2 separate regions of the Mus musculus genome follow, and region 1 is linked to region 2. The links are chromatin contacts, called in public promoter capture Hi-C maps. All regions are on one chromosome and are shown on one strand. The core of a region is the stretch at or near the end of the contact, and the rest is flanking DNA. Distances in the headings are between cores, read along the strand shown.

Region 1 (6,180 bases), core at 3,633-6,132, 470 kb after region 2:
ACCCCATCTAGATAAATACACCTGCCAATCAATAGCCTACGTTCCTACCTGTTGCCTATTCCAGAGGGTGGGATTCCTCTCCTGTTCCCTGGGATTGGGACTCCTCTCACCCCAACCACGAAGACAAAACAGTTTCTAATGTACACCTGAGAACATTTCTTTTTCTTCCAAAAACACTTGACTTTATTCTCTTCCTCAAATATACATAAGTGTTCCATCACCTTGCAATGTCCAGGTGTTTACTCAAAATCTACCTCCAGGGCAGCTCCAAAGATGCAACCCACAGATGTGCCATTGCGTACAGACACAGATGTTTCTACTGAACCTGCTCCTTCCTACTCACAGATGCTCCCACAGATCCTAGTGAGCAAGGAAGCAACTGACTCTCCTAAGACCAACACCCCATCTCCATTTTCTTAGGTTTCCCAGACATGTCACCCCAAAGTCAGCAGGAAGTAGCTAGAGATCACAAATACCTGCTTCACCGTCGCCTCTTTCTTTCTCCTTTTTAAAATTAAACCAAAATGGACAAATGTTAGCATTCCTTCTGGGCACCATGTAACAGTTACCTGGCAACAGCCAGGTAGGCCTGGCTTGCTATATAATTGTTGGGTCCGTACTCCCTCTCTCTGACCTTTCTGTCTGAATCTTTTCTCTCCCTAACCCATTTTTCCTCTTTCCTCTTCCCTCTCCCTCTCCACATTTTCTAACCTGCCTCTCCTTTCCTCTCAACATTTCTCCCCTTTTCCCTTTCTGTCTTTCTCTGCTCTACTCCCTTCTCAACTCCACATCCAATGCCCTAAATAAACTCTATTCTACACTACACCCATCATATGTCTGGTACATCATCGGGAGGGATGCCTCCGCATGGGCCTGCCCACTGAGGCCCCCTTCAACCTCATGATATTCTACTCTACAAAACATTTTCTGGTCTTAAACACACAACACAGTCTACTTCTTTCTTCGTTTGCTTTGGACTCTTCTAAACCTCTCTGGTCATTCTCTCATATCTGCAATAAAATCATAATCATATCAAGGAACCGTAATGTCAGCAGTTTCTTTACTGTACACCCACAAATAGGGTGAAAAAAATCAAAGCATTTCCAACAAAATCAGGAACAAGACAAGTATATCCACACGTTCTACTCTCATTCAACATGGTATTGTTTTAGCTAAAACAATAAAACAAGAGAAACAAAGAAGAGGGAGGCCAAGAGGAAAGGGAAGCCAGCATTTCCTCATTTGCAGGCACTATGAGCCTGTATTAGAGATCCTAAGACTCCTCTGAAAACTCTTACAACTGATAAACTTCCAGAAAATTGACAGGCTGCAATGTTAACATGGAAAAAATCACCACCCTTCCTATAGAGTAATAAACAAAGTAAAGAAGGATCAGGGAAGCCTTCTGATTCAAAGTAGCCTCGACCACCACCCTGAAGGGGCCTGGTGAACAAGGTATATGCTTTTGATTCCAAGCAGGTATAGATTGGCAGATCTCAGAGTTCAAAGCCAGCCTGGTCTACAGAGAAAGTGTCTGCCACGGCTCTTACACAGTGAAACACTGTTTCAAACCAAAACAAACAAACAAACAAAAACCAACTACAACAAATAAACCATGTAGTAAGGGGCTAGAGTGATGGTTCAGCAGTACAGAGCAATTAATATTCTTACAAAGGACCCTAGTCGGGTTCCCAAGGCCTGTACAACACTTCACAGCCTCTGGCCTCTGCCAGTCAGCATCAACCATAAATTAACACAGACACACACATATATAATCAAAAATATATCTTCAAAAAGAATACCTAGGAGTAAACCCAACTTTGTATGAGAACAATCTATGACGAAAACTTTGAAACACTGACAGGCCTTGCACAAATGGCTTAGAGGACCTGAGTTCAGTGCCCACAGCCCCAGTGCCAACAGCTTACAATCATCTGCAACTACAGTTTTTAAGGGACCTGACACCCTCTAGTGACCTCCACAGGTAGCAGACACACATGGATCACACATACGTATATGCACAGAAAACACTCATACATAGAAAACAATTAAATAAAAAAAATAAAAAAATAAGAAGAGGGAAAATCTATTGTGGTAGTCCAAACCGTTGACCCAAGCACATGGGAAACCAAGGTAGGTGGATCTGTATGGGGACTTCCGTGGCAGCTAGGTCTATACAGGGGGTCCTGTCTCATCATCACCAGCAACAAAAAGATGAAATTAGAATTCATATGGGGGTAACATTTGCAACTCATTGACCAGACTCACCTTGTGAATATCCCAGGTGGAAATCGTGTTCTTGGAACTCACCATACAGATGACTGACTTGCCTTGTCCGTTTCTTGTTAAACCATGCCCTGAGATATAACATGCGTATCCATAAAATCCTGCAAGGAAACCCCAACAGTATGTGGACAGCAGACAGTTGAGAGACAACTCAAACTAAAGGAGGTATGGTTCCCTTCCCTCTGCCATGTAGAAGGCTTGGATAAAAGCTGTGGAAAAGATGAAGGGAGGCAGCCAAGCACACTGTAGGCTGGTCATTGGTTCAGACACATTTACCCTTTAATCTGTTTCTATAGATACAAAATAGGTCTGGGGCCTGTGGCTCTGACTCCCTGGGCAGAGTGCACTGTTCTGTTCTCAAAGACCAATAAACCGTAAACCATTACACATTTGGAGGCAGAAAGATCCGAAGTTCAAGTTCTTGGTGTGTGTTACATGAAGGGTTTGAGGTCTGCCTATGGTACATGAGATCCTGTCGAAAGAAAGAAAGAAAGAAAGAAAGAAAGAAAGAAAGAAAGAAAGAGAGAGAGAGAGAGGAAGGAAGGAAGAATGAAAGGAAGGAAAGAAAGAGAGAGAGAAAGAGAAGAAAGAAGTGAGAGAGACAGGGAAAGAGGGGAAGAAAGAAAGAAAGAAAGAGAGAGAGAGAGAGAGAGAAAGAAAGAAAGAAAGAAAGAAAGAAAGAAAGAAAGAAAGAAAAAGAAAGAGAAAAAGAAACAAAAGAAAAGAAAAGAAAAACACAGGTGTAAAGATGTACCAGTCCAAGGGAAGGCAAGCAGCAGACCTTGAGTTTGAGGACAGCCTAGTCTAAGGATGAAGTTCCAGGCTAGCCATGGCTAAAGAGTGAGGCCTTATCCCAAACAAATGGGAAAGATAAGATTCTTCCCTTCAAGAAAACAGATTCCACAAAGTTGTCTTCACACACACACACACATACACACACTGCCATATACACACATCACATACAGACATACTGAAAATAATAAAAGTAAAAACCTTAAGAGTCTCTCCAGCAGAAAACTGTTCAGAGGAAGTTTTTAGAAAAAAGGATAAATACTAAAGCCTATTTGGTAATTTCCCCATTAAATTTCCTCTATACTCTGGGAAGGGTATGAAGCCTTCAGGGAAAGGGAACTATAGGGCTGGTTTTACAATGTTGAGCAACCACTCAGCAGATCACAGATTGACTCCATGGCTAGGCTAGCTGAGCAGCCCCATGCTCTTAAACTACAATTCCCTCCCTCTTATTAAAATGAGAATGTAGGACTGCACAGAATGGTAAAAACCAAGTGGGTGTCTCTTCTAGAGTACCCAAGCCCATACCACACTCCACAGGAATTTCCTTGTAAGTGAAATCTTCTGGCTTTGCCCGGGTCTTGGCGTGTTCTTGCCATATTCGGTAAATGAAGAACTGCTTCCATGTCTCTTTGCCCTGGAGCTGTAGGGTGACCATGTCACAATAGTGCCATCTCCTCTGACACAATTTCCTGCAATGCACAGTTGCAGTCCCATCAGGCTGACCCCAGTCACCTCACCTTAGAGCCATGGTTACAGTGTGCAAACTTTTATTCACTAACCATCCTCACACAGCAGAGGTCCACGTCCAGAATCAGAAGGCATCTTCTTCCCTCTCTGCCCCATCTTGTCCCCTCCTCCCATCCCACCCTGCCCCTCTCCTTACCTCCACAGGACATCACTGCTGGCAAGTGCATTCCAGTTCTATGGGAGAGAAAAGAATCCTTAAGCCAACAACTGCCTCCCTCTCCTGCTTTCAATTTGTTCTCTGCTGGGCCTACACAGGTTAATCAAACAGTCCTAGCTCTCCAGGCCCAGCCAGTCTGGAAAGACCTACCCCAGCAAACACAAGTCACCAAGTGAGGCCTCAGAGGAAGGAGGGCCAGGCTCAAAGGTCTGACATGGAGTCTCAAGGATGCTTCATATCAGTAGCATGTCTTTGCATAGCACCTTGATCTTTGCATTTAGCAGAATTTTGGTATCAAACTTAGTGCTATGAGATAGGGTGTCTAGTAACCTGGGCTAGATTTAAATTGTTGTGATTGAGTCTGATCCTAACTCCTGATTATCTTGGTTCCACCTCACAAGTGCTTCAATTATAGTCCTGCACCACCACTTCTGCCTCATTTAAGCGGATTTGAGGTCTTCAGAGTGGATATTGGTCACCCATGCCCCCTAGATGTATCTGTTTGCTATTCTATAGGTTGGCACTTCTGTAGGTCAAGAGAAGCAACTGAGTCCCTGAGACACTAACATGTCAGAGCTGAATAGACAGGTCGGAGTAACATAAGTTTACAGAAAAAGGGAAGGAAGCAAGGGAGGGGTTGAGGGAGGGAAAGAGTGAGGACGAAAGGCTGTGTGAGTGTGATGCTGGGGTAGCCGAGACTCCAAGACTGAGTGGGAAAAGTCAAAGGGCCTCATGTAGGGTGCACCAAATGGAGGAGTTCAGCCAAAGAGCATTTACCTTGTTCACTTGGGCAGCCTGTAGCAAATTGTAGGCATCCAGATAGGAGAGGATTTTCAGCATAGGCAAACTAGGCAAATGGATCTCCATCTTTAGTGGCCTAAGTCCACACTGACTCTTCTTTTTCCTCCCAGCTTGCTCTGATTTTAAAGACTTAGCCAAAGATTTAGCAGGATTGCCAACCACAGCTCATCAGGCTTTGACTGGAGCAAGCTGCAGCTGTGTAGACGCTCAGCCTGACTCCCAGCCCCCACTCACTGGAACCAGAAACACTCAGCTGAGAGTGCTCACACCTTAACTCACTCCACAGTGATTTTCACTGTGTAGAAGAGCTCAACAACCCCTTCCTGGCACTGTGGAGACCAAAAGCACATGATCTGGGGCGGCCCCAATTGATAATGTACTTCTCAGAACCTTCTAGAAAATACCAAGTAACACACTAATTGTCAACAGCTTCGATTGCTTATGTGAAGTCCGTTAGGTTGCTGCAAATTCCTGGTGTAGGGAATCTGGTTTCCCTGTTCATGTCTACCTTGAGACCTGAGTTAGATCAGCAGGGCCCACCTCTCTGTGCCTGCACAGCCTCTGAGATCATGTGCTTGTGTACTTAGCTTTCTAGTAGAAAGTGGCTGTTAAAGAAGACACCTAACATTTACTGCTGATCTCTGCACATGGATGCTCATGTGCACTGGAGCATATAGGCACTTTTACTCATACTGCACATGATTTCCAGGCCAGCCTAGGCTAAAGAATGAGACTTTGTTTCAAAAAAAGAGTAAAAGTGTCATGCTGATTGTATTCATGCTGAGTATATTACTAACTAGAAATCAGAATGTATTTTCATTCTAAAATTACCTTCTCATATGCGTCCACAGGTAGAGCTTATGTCCAGGACCTTTGGTAACTGTGCTACTTTGTACTTTAAGACAATAATTCATGGAACCTATAATATCCAAAATGAATTCAAGACCACCCAGTACCTTCCCCCTTCAAAAAGGACCTTCCAAACTGTACTAGCAGGCAAAGTGCAGAGCCAGATACGGAAGCTGGCTGACTAAACAAATGTAAAAACATAGTTTATGTGGTCAAAATGATTAAGCTTGCAACTACCAAAACAGTATTAGCTGTTATCAGAGATATAACCATAACAAAAATAACAGTTCTCAGAAGAATCCCCCTACCCCGCCCCACACTGAGTTGTGACAAAGAACACAACCTGCCCTGACCTTGCTAGGATTCCCTGTGACATTAATAGCTGTGGCTGACCCATAAGTTCAAAATGTACTACTGCTTTGCTGACCAAATCATAATAACCCACCATGGGGGCGAGCAAAGTGAGTCACTAGGCCTAAGGGTTACTTAGTCACTATGCAAACCAACCAATGCCTGAAAGGGTTACTTGCTACACCAATGAGAAC
Region 2 (6,823 bases), core at 4,079-6,578:
CATTTATTCAAAATCTACATCCAGGACAGCTCCAGAGAAGCAACCCACAGATGTGTCAGCAGCTGCTCTAACAGACACGGATGCTTCTACTGGACCTGCTCCTTCCTACCCACAGATGGTCCCACAGATCCTGCACAACAAGGAAACAAGAGACTCTCCTAAGACTAGACCAACACCTTATCCCCATTTTCTTAGTTTTCCCAGACATGTCACCCCAAAGTCAGCGGGAATCAGCTAAAGATCAAAAGGACCCTATTCCTGCTTCACCTCCACCTCTTTCTAGTTTCTCCTTTTTAAAATTAAACCAAAATGGAGGATGTTTGAATTCCTTCTGCGCTCCATCCAACAGTTACCTGGCAAAAGCCAGCTAGGCCTGACTTGCTATAAAAGAGGCTGTTTAGCCCCTCCTCGATCTCTTTGCCCTTCCTGTCTGTCTCCTTTCTCTCCCTAACATCATTTGCCCTCTTTCCCATTCTTCCTTTTCCCCTTGTCTGAACATTTTCTTACTGACCTCTTCTCTCCTTTCTTTCTCTTTCTCCCTTTCTTTCTCTCCAGCTTTCTCTCTCTAATCCCTTCTCAACTCACATTCCCATGCCCTAAATATAATCTATTCTGCACTATACCCATCATATGTCTCCTGCCTCAGGGGAAGGGATGCCTCAGAATGTGCCTGCCCACCGATTCACCACTCCCACCTCACCATACTTTGCTCTACAAAACATATCCTGGTCTTTTAAAGAACAGAACACAGTCTACTTCTTTCTCTGTCTGCTCTGGACTCTTCTAGTTTCCTGTGGCCTTTCTTTCATATCTATAATAAAAAAAAGCCTTTATCATGTCCTTGAGCAGTACTGTTGACAGTTTCTTTAGTGTAACCCCTCAAATGTCATAGACATCCCAAAGCATTTCTAGCAAAATCAGGAACAAGACAAGTGTATCCACACTTTCTACTCTCATTGAATATAGTCCTGTTTTAGCTAGAATATTAAAACAAGAGAAGCACACAAAAGAGATGCCAATAGGGAAGAGAAGCCAGAGTTTCCTCACTTGCAGACATTATGAGCCTGTCCTTAGAGACCTCAAGATAAACTTGCAGTAAATTAAAGAGCTATATTAACATGGAAAAGTAATCAGTGCCCTTCCCATGCAGCACTAAACAAAGTGAGGAAGGATCAGGGAAGCCCTCCCATTCACAGCAGCCTGGACCACCACCCTGAAGGGCCCTGTGGGCATGGTATGCGCTTTTGATCCCAGCAGGCAGAGGTTGGCAGATCTCAGAGTTCAAGGCCAGCCTGGTCTACAGAGTAAGTTTCCCTCAAGTCTCTTACAAAGTGAAACCCTGTTCCAAACAAGAAAAACAACAACAAACAAACCCTGATGGTTCAGCAGTACAGAACAATTAATGCTCTTGCAGAGGACCCTAGTTGGGTTCCCAAAGCCTATACAACACCTGACAGCCTCTGGCCTCTGCCAGCTGGCACAAACTATAAACACAGGCACACACATATATAAAATAAAAAATATATCTTAAAAGAGAATACCTAGGAGTAAACTCAACCTTGTATGAGAACAGTCTCTATGATGAAAACTTTGAAACACTGACAGGCCCTGCACAGATGGCTAAGCAGAGGACCTGAGTTCAGTGCCCACAGGCCCAGTGCCCACAGCTCACAGTAATCTGCAACTACAGTTTTTAAGGGACCTGACATCCTCTTGTGACATCCACAGGCAGCAGACACACATGAATCACACATACATATATATGCACAGAAAACACTCATACATAGAAAACAATTAAATCTAAAAATAGAAAGTAAAAATGAGAAGAGGGCAAAATCAGATGTGGTGGTGCAAACTTTTGACCTGAGCATATGGGAAGCCAAGGTAGGTGGATCTATATAGGGACTTCTAGGACAGCCAGGTCTGTACAGGGGGGTCCTGTCTCATCACCACCAACAACAATAACATGACATCAGAATTCATATGCAGGTAACATTTGCTAGTAATTGGCCAGACTCACCTCCTGAATATCCCAGGTAGAAATCCTGTTCACAGAAGTCACCATACAGACGACTGGCCTGCCTTGTCCGTTTCTTGTTAAGCCACGCCCTGAGATATAACATGGATGTGCCCGAACTCCTGCAAGGAAACCCCAACAATATACAGACACAAAACAGTTGAGGGACAACTCAGACCGAAGAAGGTATGTTTTATTTCCTTCTGCCATGAAGAAGGCTTGGATAACAGCTGTGGACAGGATGAAGCAAGAGGCAGCCAAGCACACTGCAGGCTGGTCATTGGTTCAAATACATTCATTCTTTAGTCTGTTTCTTCTTTTTTTTTTCTTTTTTGGTTTTACATTTTAAAGGTATTTGTCAAATTTTTATAATTTCCATTTACACTCAGGATGATGGTTTTAAAGCAAACATTCCCGAAGTTTCCTTAAGACAATGCAACTACAGGCAAGAGCAGTAATTTCAAGAGGCTCAACTGGAACAAAATACACACTTTCTAGACTTTAATGCATCCAAAGCCAGCAATTTTACAAAATTGCTTGCACTTTTCAAAGCTCATATTGCCCCATGGAAGCAGCCCTTTGAAAAGAAAAAAGTGTTTGATTTTCAAATGTCTTCATTTAGCCAACTATAGCCAAGATTTCATACATCATCCCCTTAAAATAGTATAAAAGCACCTGCTGGTAGGGTTCTGGTATGGCTGGAAAATGTTAAAGGCATTAATTTCACTGAACTATAGGAAAATGTCAAACTAGAAGGTGAAGATTTTTAAAATGGACTGCTTTCCTCATGTTCAACACCAGCTCAATCACATTGAAACTGCTAAGATTTTGACAATCGAAGTGTCTTTAGGGAGACCAAGCTATAAAGTGGTGGTAATTATTATAGGCTTAGAAGAGAGTTTTATTTTATTTTTGAGACAGAGTCTTATGCAACCCAGGCTAACCTAGAACTCTGTGTAGCCAAGGCATGTCTTTAATTTCATATCCTTTTGCATCCACCTGCCAAGTGTTGGCATTACAGGTTTACAGCTATATAACATCATGTAGGGATCGTGTGGTGCCTTTAGTCTGTTTCTATAGATACAAAATGGGTTCTGGGGGCTGGGGCTGTAACTCCTGGGCAGAGTTCTCTGTTCTGTTGCTAGAGGCCTATGAACCATAACCTGGTACTCATTTGGATGCAGAAGGACCTGAAATTCAAAGTTATTTTTGTTTGCTACATGAAGGGTTTGAAGTCAGCCTGTGGTCCAGGACATCCCCTCTTTAGAAAGAATACAAGAATGAAAGAAAGGAACAAAGGAACAAAGGAATGAAGGAAGAAAGGAAAATAGGAAGACAGAAAGGAAGGGAAGAAGAAAGAAAGGAAGGAAGGAAGAAAACAAAGAAAAGAAAGAAAGAATGAAAAGACAGAAAAGAAGAGAAATAGCCAGGTGTAAACATGTACCAGTCCCAGTGAGGGCAAGCGGCACTTCTTGAGTTTGAGGACAGCTTAATCTACAGATCAAGTTCAAGGCTAGCCACAGCTATATTGTGAGACCTTATTCCAAAACAAACAGAAAAGATTCTTCCAACAAGGAGAACGGAATCCACAAAGTTGTCTTCTCACACACACACACACACACTCACACACACACACACAGTGTGGCATGTACACACATCACATACACATACACTAAAAATAATAAATGTAAAAAATTTAAAAGCACCTCTACATCAGAAAACTGTTCTAAGGAAGTTCGTTGAAAAAGATAAATACTAAAACCTATTTGGTAATTTCCCCAGTAAATTCTCTCTATGCTCTGGGAAGGGTACAAAGCCTTAGGGGAAAGGGAACGATAGGGCTGGTTTGAAGATGTTGAGCAACACTCAGCAGATCACAGATTGGTTCCATGGCTGTGCTAGCACAGCAGCCCCATCCTGTTAAACTACAATTCCCTTCCTCTTCTTAAATGAGTACGTAGGACCACACAGAATGGGAAAACTCAAGTGTGCATCTCTTCTAGGTACCCAAGCCCATACCATACTCCGCAGGAATTTCCTTGTAAATGAAATCTTCTCGAATTGCCCGGGACTTGGCATGTTCTTGCCATGTTCGGGAAACGAAGAACTCCTTCCATGTCTCTGTGCCCAGGAGTTGTAGGGTAACCATGTCACAGAAGAGCCATCTCTTCTGACACAACCTCCTGTAATGCACAGTTGCAATCCCATCAGGCTGACCTCAGTCATCTCACTTTAGAGCCATGGTTACAGTGTGTAAACTTCACTAACCATCTTCATGTGGCAGAGGTCCAGGTCCAGAATCAGAAGGCCTCTTCTTCCCTCTCTGCCCCATCTTGTCCCCTCTTCCTATCTAACCCTGCCCGTCTCCTTACCTCCATAGGACATCACTGCTTGCAAGTTCATTCCAGTCCTATGGGAGAGAAAAGAATCCTTAAACCAACAACTGCCTCCCTCTTCTGGTCTCAATTTGTTCCGGGTTGGGCCTACACAGGTTAATGAAACACAGTGCTAGATCTCCAGACCTAGCCAGCCTGGGGAGACCTACCCCAGCAAACACAAGTCACCTTGTGAGCCCTCAGAGAAGGAGGGCCAGTCTCCAAAGGTCTGACATGGAGTCTCAAGGATGCTCCGACCAGCAGCACATCTCCACACTGCAGCTTGTCCTTTTCATTTAGCAGAATTTTGTTATCACTGTTACTGTTCTGAAATAGGGTGTCTAGTAGCCTGGGCTTATTTTAAATTCCTGTCATTGAGTCTGACCCAAACTTCTGATCATCTTGCTTCTACCTCCCAAGTGCTTCAATTACAGGTGTGTGCCTCCACTCCTACCTCATTTAACCATATTTGAGGTCTTCAGAGTGGATAATGCTAATCCATGAGCCCTAGATGTATCCTTTTGCTATTCTGTAGGATGGAGCTCCTGTTGGTCATGAGAAGCAGCTGAGTCTCCAAGACACTAATGTGTCAGAGCTGAGTAGACAGGTCTGAATAAGGTAAGTTTAAGGAGGGAAAAAAAAGGAAGGGAGAAAGGAAGGGAGGAAGGGAGGGAGAGATTGAAGGAGTGAAGGAGGATGCCAGGCTGTGTGAGTGTGATGCTGGGGTATCTAAGACTCCAAGACTGAGTGGGAAAAGTCAAAAGGGCGTTATGTAGGATGCACCAAATGGAAGAGTTCAGCCAAGGAGCTTTTACCTTGTTCACTTGGGCAGCCTGTAGCAAACTGTAGGCATCCAGATAGGAGAAGATTTTCATCAACGGCACACTAGGCAAATGGATCTCCATCTTCAGTGGCCTAAGTTCACACTGACTCTTCTTTCTCCTCCCAGCTTGCTCTGATTTTAAAGACTTGGCCAAAGATTTCACAGGATTGCCAACCACAGGCCATCAGCCTTTGACTGGAGCAAGCAGCAGCTGTGTAGACGCTCAGCCTGACTCCCAGCCCCCACTCACTGGTGCCAGATGCACTCAGCTGAGAGTGCTCACACCTTAACTCACTGCACAGTGATTTTCATTGCATAGATGAGCTCAACAACCCCTTCCTGGCACTCTGGAGACCAAAAGCACATGATATGGGGCGGCCCTGATTGATGATGTACTTCTCAGAACCTTCTAGAAAATACCAAGTGACACACTAATTGTCAACAGTTTCAATTGATTATGTTGAAGTCCGTTAGGTTGCTGCAAATTCCTGGTGTAGGGAATCTGGTTTCCCTGTTCATGTCTACCTTGAGACCTGAGTTAGATCAGCAGGGCCCACCTATCTGTGCCTGCACAGCCTCTGAGATCATGTGCTTGTGTACTTAGCGTTCTAGTAGAAAGTGGCAGTCAAAGAGGACACCTGATGTTTCCTGCTGCTCTGTGTGCATACACAGGCATGTGCACTGGAGCATATAGGACTTTTATAAGTACTGCACATGAATTCCAGGCCAGCCTAGAATAACAAATGACACTTTGTTTTTAAAAAAGAGTAAAAGTGATATGCTGATTTTATTCATATTCAATGATGATTTTGTTAAACCTAAGTACTTATATAGTAAAAAATAGGCAGAGAGCCAGGAACACAACATTAAATTTCAGCAGTCAAAATGCAGAGTCAGGTGGGTCTGTGAGTTTGAGGTCAGCCTCATCTACAGCCTGAGCTCTTAACTGCGGAGTCATCTCTCCAGCCCTGGCCAGACTTTCAATTTTTCCTGTAAGCTTCAGGGTAACAAAGTCTTCCTGGCATTGAGGTCAACTCTGTAATACTGAGCAGTGTGGAAAGCACCAGGAAGGGCAAATGGTGCAACAACCTAAGCACCTACTATGCTCCCTCTCACATCCACCCATAAGTGTCTAGCAGGATTTCTCTACAAGGTCATGGTTCCTGCCATAGCAAGAATTGGCTCTAAGCATCCTGGCTTCCAGGACCCTGCTGACCTGCTGGCTCTCCATGCCCATAGGCCAGACATGCTGGGTGATCCATTCCACACAGGGTTCTTGGAAGATGAGGAGAAAGGGAACAGAAGAGAGTAGAAGCTGTAAGGTTCACACTGGCCCCTCATGAGGTGGAAGGTGGTGATGGAAGGACAGAAACTGGAAGCCAGAGGACTTGGGTCCTTGCTGGGACTCAGTGTCCCTATAACAAACTACATAGGGAACTCTTCTGCCATTAGGGCCAATCATAAGCTGATTTTATAACCAAAACAGAACATTAAAATCCAATCTCTCTCTCTCTCTCTGAATCTGTCTGTCTGTCTATATGTCTCTCTCTATCTCTCTCTGACTCTGTCTCTCTTTCCCTCCTCTCCCATATCCCTGACTTCATATTT

The links. Promoter capture Hi-C pulls out the DNA fragments that hold promoters and counts their contacts.
Region 1: a contact with region 2 is called in a promoter capture Hi-C map of Sertoli cells, with 35 times the contacts expected there. The contact joins the promoter of Fbxw25 here to the promoter of Fbxw13 in region 2. A contact is called at or near these places in 4 of 39 promoter capture datasets (Sertoli cells, embryonic stem cells, hippocampal neurons and 1 more), 6 of 484 Hi-C or Micro-C datasets (the G1E-ER4 cell line, the MNK3 cell line, embryonic fibroblasts and 3 more) and 3 of 9 other capture datasets (adipose tissue, liver and pancreatic islet).

What each region holds. Positions count from the first base shown.
Region 1 is chr9:109,659,770-109,665,949 of GRCm38.p6, forward strand. Fbxw25 (F-box and WD-40 domain protein 25) reads right to left here and starts at 4,883. Exons shown (of 10, transcript NM_001378643.1): 1 at 4,763-4,883; 2 at 3,965-4,002; 3 at 3,607-3,770; 4 at 2,269-2,387. The coding sequence starts at 4,852.
Region 2 is chr9:109,190,647-109,197,469 of GRCm38.p6, forward strand. Fbxw13 (F-box and WD-40 domain protein 13) reads right to left here and starts at 5,329. Exons shown (of 10, transcript NM_177598.3): 1 at 5,208-5,329; 2 at 4,390-4,427; 3 at 4,037-4,200; 4 at 2,021-2,139. The coding sequence starts at 5,297.